Regions from separate parts of the Mus musculus genome. Here region 1 is linked to region 2. A link is a contact called in public Hi-C data. All regions are on one chromosome and are shown on one strand. The core of a region is the stretch at or near the end of the contact, and the rest is flanking DNA. Distances in the headings are between cores, read along the strand shown. Region 1 has its middle 15 kb from the start of Saysd1. Region 2 overlaps Gm29899 (a long non-coding RNA gene).

What was found. A called contact is a pair of places that touch in the nucleus more often than the background predicts.
Region 1: a contact with region 2 is called in a Hi-C map of bone marrow-derived macrophages, with 15 read pairs. The contact joins two enhancer-like sites. A contact is called at or near these places in 1 of 39 promoter capture datasets (the C10 cell line), 1 of 15 datasets of contacts at CTCF or cohesin (the NIH/3T3 cell line), 35 of 484 Hi-C or Micro-C datasets (the 63-12 cell line, B cells, the C10 cell line and 25 more) and 5 of 115 datasets of contacts at active chromatin or transcription factors (bone marrow-derived dendritic cells, embryonic stem cells, extraembryonic endoderm stem cells and 1 more).

The regions. Positions count from the first base shown.
Region 1 is chr14:20,065,950-20,069,856 of GRCm38.p6, forward strand. No RefSeq gene overlaps it. Among named protein-coding and RNA genes, the nearest start is that of Saysd1, 15 kb to the right of the region's middle. Within about 2 kb of position 1,587, at least 28 of the 459 cell types and tissues checked have an H3K27ac peak or open chromatin away from gene starts, as enhancers often do. A contact at or near this core is called in bone marrow-derived macrophages, where this site is marked.
Region 2 is chr14:19,720,633-19,724,403 of GRCm38.p6, forward strand. All of the region lies in intron 1 of Gm29899 (a long non-coding RNA gene), which reads left to right. Among named protein-coding and RNA genes, the nearest start is that of Gm17030, 7.3 kb to the left of the region's middle. Within about 2 kb of position 1,534, at least 3 of the 459 cell types and tissues checked have an H3K27ac peak or open chromatin away from gene starts, as enhancers often do. A contact at or near this core is called in bone marrow-derived macrophages, where this site is marked.

The DNA of each region.
Region 1 (3,907 bases), core at 337-2,836, 350 kb after region 2:
TGTCTTAGTGTTAGTTATTGGGGTGGCTTTAAGGCTGGGATTCCCAGGGTTAAAGTTAAGTCTAGGGTTTGTATTATTTAAGTTTATTCTTTGAGTTCATGTTCAAGATGAGCCAGACCTTGGAAAGTTTGGTTTAATGTTTAAACCTTAAACCATCATTTCGTTGCAAGATTTAGATTTAGGATTGGTGTTAGCATTTTTCTCAAGCCTTGGAACAAGTTTAGAGTTAGATATTGTTTGGGTGAGACCTATGGATAGAGTTCTTTGGTTATGCTCATAAATAAAGCTAAGGATTTTAGTATTGATAAATGTAGTGATATGTTTAAATTTAGGGTCAGGTATCATTATAGATATTGCTAGTGTTACAGCTTTGGTTGCAATAGTTTTATGGGTATTTCTAGGGTTGTTTGTATCAGGTTTCTATGGTTTGCTATTTGGTCTTGTTCTGTGTTAATTTTATAGTTAGCACTTATATGAAGAGAAGAATATGTATTGTTTAAGAATGGTGTTAGGTTAGGGTTACTTTCAGGTTAGGGTTATATCTGGCATTTGTGCCAATGTTAAGGCTAAGTAGACTTAAAGATGGAGAAAGGATAGGCCTATAGTTATGGAATAGACTACATTTAAGATTAGGTCTAGGTTTAGCATTGGAATAGGACTAATCTAGGTTCAGGTTAGGGTTAGACCTAAGTTTAGGCTTAGGCTTGGGTTTAGACTATTGGTTATATTAGGTATAGGGTAGGTTTGGGTGTAGGATTAGCATTAGTGTTAGTTTTAGGATTAGCATTAGGGATAGGGATAGTCTAGATTCAGTTATAGCTACGATTAGAATTGGGTTAGACACAGGGTTAGAGTTATGGTTAAGGTTGAGGCTGCATATAAGTGATCTACTTGCTGATCACAGTGATCATTGTGCCTTTCCTCATGCCAGGCCTTTACTCTGACACTGTGAACTGTATCCCTCAGAAACCATAAGCTTGACGAAATGCTTTCTTTGATATAAAAATAGAATTTGTAATTAGACACAAAAATAAAGTGCCAAGCCCCATGTTACCTGTAACACTGTCAACTTGAAGCAGCCATGTAGAGACAGAATGGATAAGTGCACACTCGAGGCCAGAACCACCAGGGACACTGCGGGAAAGTACAGATTTCTGTGCGCAGGTGACAGCACATTTTGAGAAGACAGAATGGCATTTGCATGTGTTTGCATCAATGCACATGTGCACGCAAGCATGCATGTGTACACACACTGCAATAAAAAGTTAAAACATAAAAATACATGCTATCATACCATCTGCAGATAAAAATGATTTACCTCTTCTTTTTCTAACCCTGTGCCCTAACTAAAGCCTTCAGTATAACACTGATATGCTAGGGCCCCATTCCATCTTCTAATTCACAGTAGTGAGAGGGCTTGAAATATCACCTTCCTCCATTCTTAACACAGCGTATAAAGGCAGTTCCCACTCAACAGGTAGGGAAAGGAAGGGAGGTGTTTCTGCGACCTCTTCTGGCAAAAGGTCTTCATATATTTGGCCTTAGGAAGTGAAAATGTGCATACCAGGTATGGGGTGCCACCTTGTGGACATAAGAATTTAGTGCCTCTGAGCAGCATCTTCTGCTGCTTTGTCCACTCTTAAAGCTGATGAGATAAAGGTGGGTCGCCCTCACCACAGCACATTTTCTCTCTCACACAGAAACACAGCTGTCGTAGTGTTCTACTGCTGTGAGGAGCTGCCATGATCGTGGCAACTCTTATAAAGGAAAGCATTTCTTCTGGGGTTTTGTGGGCCTGAGTACCAGAGATTTCTGTGGAAATCTCTGGCCAGGCCTGGTGCGAGGAAGCGAATGCGGTCAGGGAGGGGTAATTGCTTCCCCGCTTCCGGGCCTCCGTCTCCGCCATGCAGTAATTCCATGCTACCCTGCACTGAGTCGGGTCAGGCTGGGCTGATGAGAAGCCGACTAGCCAGTGAGGAGTGCGGCAGGGCCTCAGGCGGCGCTTCAGGAGAGTAGATCTCAAGTGTTACAGCTCTTAGGACAAAAGTCTTGGACGACAGAGTAGTTCTCCCACCCCTAATCCTTCTGTATAGGATTCTTATATACAGTTTTGAGATGGGTAAGGGTCTGACAGCAGGTATTTCTCATTGGTTTGGTCTGAGAGCTTTGGGGAAACCTTATTTGCTTGTGGGAGGGCTTGGTGCTATTCCTGTGATGGCCACGTACCTCTCTCTGCGGGGGTGGGGGTGGGGTGGGGGGAGGCTGAAGCTACAAGACAGGAGTCAAGGACCCAGGAGGCGTGGCCGAACACATGCCATCCCATGCAGATAAAAGTCACCACCCATAGGGTCGCCGGGGTTCCAGACCTTTGCTCAACTTGAGACCAGGCTGTCTGTGCACAGCCCACCGCCCCACAGGGTTTGTTTACAGTTCAGAGGTTCAATCCATTATCATCATGGTGGGAAACATGGCAGCCTGCACATAGACATGGTGCTGGATTTGAAAAGTTCTACATCTAGATCTGCCAGCAACAGGAAGAGAGAGTTACTGGGCTGGCTTAAGCATTTGAAAACCTCAAAACCCACCCCCAGTGACATACTTCCCCCAGCAAGACCCACCTCACAATAGCGCCACCCCCTGGAGACCAAGCATTCACATCTATGTGTCTATGGGAGGCATTCAAACCACCACATTCCACTCCCTGGCCCCTACAGGCTTGTAGCCACATCATAGTGCAAATGTGCGTTCAGTCCAACAAGTCTCCATAGTCTAGGAAGGTCTCAACACTGTCTGCAAGTCCAAAGTCCAAAGCCTCGTCTGAGACTCACGGCAATCTCCTAACTTTAATCCCCTACAAAATCAAAATAGAAAAGCAGACCACATACTTCAAACATACAATGGTACAGAATATAAATTACCATTCTAAAAGGAAGAAACGGGAGCACAGTAAGGAAAGAATGGACCAGAAAGACCTAAAACCAGCAGGGCACACTCCAAACTCTGTGTCTTCGTGTCTGATGTCAAAGCACTCTTCAAATCTCCAAGTCCTTTCAGCTTTGTTGACTGCAGCACACCTCTCTCTTGGGCTTGTCCCACCCTGTTATTAGCGCTCCTTGGCAGGTACCCCACAACTCTGCCATCTCCAATGTCTTGGGGTCTCCAAGGCTCCCCCTTCACAGTTCCATGCAGGAACACCCTTGACACATGTCTGGCCTCAGCAGCTTTCCTTAACTTTTCTATCCTTGACTCCAAAGTCAGAGCCAAGTGGCTGAAGCTGCCCCTCATTCAATCAGCTTTCTGTTTTCAATGGTTTTTCTTCACTTCCTAAGCTTGTCTATTCTGGAACTCACTCTGTAGACCAGGCTGCCTCTGCCTCTCAAGTGCTGGGAATAAAACTGTGTGCCTCCACGCCCAGCCTCAAACTTCTTTAATCCCTTTTCACAAGAAGGGAGCTTAGCAGGCGGGGTCTTGCCCTTTGTCCACTTAGAACCAGGCTCTCACCTAAATGTTTCTGGGGCTCCTCTTCCCCTCAATCATATATTTTGTACTCTTCCTTGCTCAGCTTTCTCCTGTTCTTTATAGATCTGCATAAGACTGGCTACTGATAAGCACACAACAGTCGATACTAGCCTAGTTTGAAATCTTTGAGGCTAGCCTGGTCTACAGAGTGAGTTCCAAAACAGCCAGGACTACACAGAGAACTCTATCTTGAAAAACATAATAATAATTAAAATAATAATAAAGACAGCCACATACTTCAACAAAATGGTCTCTAGACAACATGCTATTATTCTATTTCCCCTCTGAAACATAATGAGCTGGGCCTCCACAATTCCAACACCCTCAGCACTGCTGCCTTCCATGCTCCTACTAGGATGGCTCATTAAGTCCGACTTCAATTGCTTTC
Region 2 (3,771 bases), core at 284-2,783:
TTCTGAAAGAAAATTTAGTACAGAGAATTACATAGGAAAAGAGGTACTTAAGAAATGAGCAGAAAGGATTAAAATAAAATAAAAGAAGCAAAGAACAGGCAAACAATAAGACTTCAGTACAACTATGAGTCTCTTTTTTATTATTATTAGATATTTTCTTTATATATATTTCAAATGCTATCCCGAAATTTCCCTATATCATCCCCCCACCCTGCTCCCCTACCCACCCACTCCCACTTCTTGGCCCTGGCTTTTCCCTGTACTGGGGCATATAAAGTTTGCAATACCAATGGGCTTCTCCTCCCAGTGATGGCCTACTAGGCCATCTTCTGCTACATATGCAGCTAGAGACACAAGCTCTGGGGGTATTGGTTAGTTCATATTGTTGTTCCACCTATAGGGTTTTAGACTCCTTTAGCTCCTTGGGTGCTTTCTCTAGCTTCTCCATTGGGGGTCCTGTGTTCCATCTTATAGATGACTGTGAGCATCCACTTCTGTATTTGCCAGGCACTTGCATAGCCTTGAACGAGACAGCTATAACAGGGTCCCTTCAGCAAAATCTTGCTGGCATATGCAATAGTATCTGGGTTTGGTGGCTGATTATAGGATGGATCCCCAGGTGGGATAGTCTCTGGATAGTCCATCCTTTCGTCTTAGTTCCAAACTTTGTCTCTGTAGCTCCTTTCATGGGTATTTTGTTCCCTATTCTAAGGAGGAATGAAGTATCCACCCATTGGTCTTCCCTCTTACATCCTTAATCATCAGGGAAATGCAAATCAAAACAACCTTGAGATTCCACCTCACACCAGTCAGAATGGCTAAGATCAAAAACTCAGGTGACAGCAGATGCTGGCGAGGATGTGGAGAAAGAGGAATACTCCTCCATTGCTGGTGGGATTGCAAGGTTGTACAACCACTCTGGAAGTCAGTCTGGAGGTTCCTCAGAAAATTAGACATAGTACTACCAGAAGATCCAGCAATACCTCTCCTGGGCATATATCCAGAAGAAGTTCCAACTGGTAATAAGGACACATGCTCCACTATGTTCATAGCAGCCTTATTTATAATAGCCAGAAGCTGGAAAGAACCCAGATGTCCCTCAACAGAGGATACAGAAAATGTGGTACATTTACCCAATGGAGTACTACTCAGCTATTAAAAAGAATGAATTTATGAAATTCTTGGACAAATGGATGTCATCCTGAGTGAGGTAACCCAATCACAAAAGAAGTCACTTGATATGCACTCACTGATAAGTGGATATTAGCCCAGAAACATAGAACACCCAAGATACAATTTGCAAAACACAACTACGAGTCTCTTAACCTCATCACAGCAGTTTCCCTGAAGGGGTTGAAAGGCAGCTAGTTGTCCATTTCCATCCACAGACAGTGGAGAGGGACTTGATGTGACTAAGCTTCTTAGAGCTTTTGAGTCAGACATGCAGTCGTTCCCTGAATAAGATCCAGCCAAGAACCCCATGTATGCTTTCTGGGAAGCAGGCACCCAGTGGTAGGACTTCGAATTTAGGAACAGCTTGAGACAGGAAATGACCAGTATTAGACAGGAAGTGATGCCTGGCTTAGATGCACAGGCTTGTAGTCTCAGCATTCATTCTGGAAGTTAAAAAGGAGGAGAATTTGAAACCAACTTTGACTTCAAAGTGAGATTGACTCTAAAAGGAAAGGAAGGACCAGGCATGGGGGCACCTACCTTTGATCCCAGCACTCAGAAGGCAGAGGTAGGTAGATTTCTGTAAATTCAAGGCCAGTCAGTGTGCAATGCGAGTACATGTCAGTCAGTGCTACCTAGTGAGGCACTGCCTCAGAACAAAATAAAACATACAAATAAATAAAGATTTAAAGAAAGGAAGAAGGAAGAGAAATGGAAACCAGGGAGAGGAGGCATATTAGTTGTTGCCAGTGCAGTTCTGAGGTTGACATAATCAGGTTCTATTTGAACATTGATGTTGTGGGGTGAGTCCAGCCATGGACGTTTGGAATTGCACTTTTTATCCATTGGACTCTTGGCCACATATCTATCTGACCATAGATGGCCAACCAGAATGGTCCAAATGGGAGCCGTCAGAGGGAAAGTCTTACAGGTCTCATGTTGTGATGCTACGCAGTGAGAACTTATAGGTATTTTTGGCAGATCAATTCTTTTGGAAAACTGGGGTAGCTCTGATTATAAGGTGCCATTGGTTCATTCTATATCCTTAGGACTTCAAAGCAATGTTACAATGACATTTCTTTAAATGTTTTAACTGTAAAGTTGAGATTTTAAAAAATAATAATAATCTAAATTTCCTTGGATTATGATTGTTAGAGAAAAATAAATTTGGTCATCTGTTGAATTTCCCAGGTTAAAAAAAAAAATTGTCTCTGAGCACACTGTGACTACCTGTAACTGTCAGACCCTGACTGAAGCCTCTGACTGAGCTCACATGGAAGGCCCTGTACTTGGTCCTGAGTACTTGCTGTCCTGTGGGAGAGAGGCGGGGTTTGAGAGAAACAAGGAGACATTCTGATCAACTGCTTGCTCATAATCCCAATGACCATCTGCCTGCAGTCCAGGCCCAAGAAGCCCACTGTTTGTGATTGCAATACCCACAGAGGGACCCACAGGCACAGATGTAAGAGAATGTAGAGAGTCCCTTCAAAGGAAAGAAAATTGTACTAAAACCCTGTTAAACGTGATAAGAGCAGTAATGTCACCCAAAAAATGGGGGAAGAATCCTGCCCTATTTCTCAACAAGCTGGCTGAAGACCGAAGAAAATGGAGGTTGCCTCAGCTGCCCTGCTCTGCTGTTTGTTTCTTAAGCAGCATGGCGTTGCCTTAGAGCTACACAACAAACTCATATTTTGAGCTCTTTCTTACTGGCATCTGCTTGAACCTTATCAACAGTTAGGTTAGGCTCTGCCTTTGAGAACCATCTAAGCTTTGTTCTTTGCTACTTTTTAGAGTGGTTGCTTGAAGCACAGATCTTAGGCAAATGCTTTGGAGAAACTAGTTAGATCAACAGTCCATCTTAAAAACTGGCAAATGATAGAGATAATTGAAACCAGCACAGCCTTTTGTTTTTAAAGCTACCTTTATGACAAACTGTAGATCTATGTGTACTGCTTCCTATGCCTCTGTGTTTACATTATTTATATGGTAGCAAATTAGCTCACAAGTAAGAAGTCATATAAAATAAATTTGGTAAGCTAGTCCAAATTCCTTTTAGTTCATAGTGTAACTAAGTTTTAATCAGGCGTCCTGTTTCTGGCAGCCCCCAGTAGGCCTGAAAAAAACAGAGTAATGGCAAGGGACAAAAGGAAGAGATTTAATAAATATAGCCATGTTGGAGAAGCAAGTAAAGAGGTCTGATGGTCTCAGGTCTACCATCAGATGGTTGGGGTACTGGCAAGCTTAAATAGAAAAACAGCTTTAGAGATGCCCACAGCAGGGACTTGTAACTCACTGTAGGAGAGACAACAAGATGATTGGTTCAAATCCTGGCCAGGGAGAAGAAAGTGTAGAAAGGTTAAGGGCTCAAAACGTGCTTCTAAATTTCCTATGGGATGTATGGGATGTGTTCAACTTAAATTGTTTGTTTGTTTGTTTGTTTGTTTGTTTGTTTGTTTTTTGGGTTTTTGCTTTGTTTTGTTTTGGTTGGTTGGTTGGTTGGTTGGTTGGTTGGTTGGTTGGTTGGTTGGTTTTTGGTTTTTGGTTTTGGGTTTTGGGTTTTGAGTTCTGGGTTTTTGGTTTTTGGTTTTTGGTTTTTCG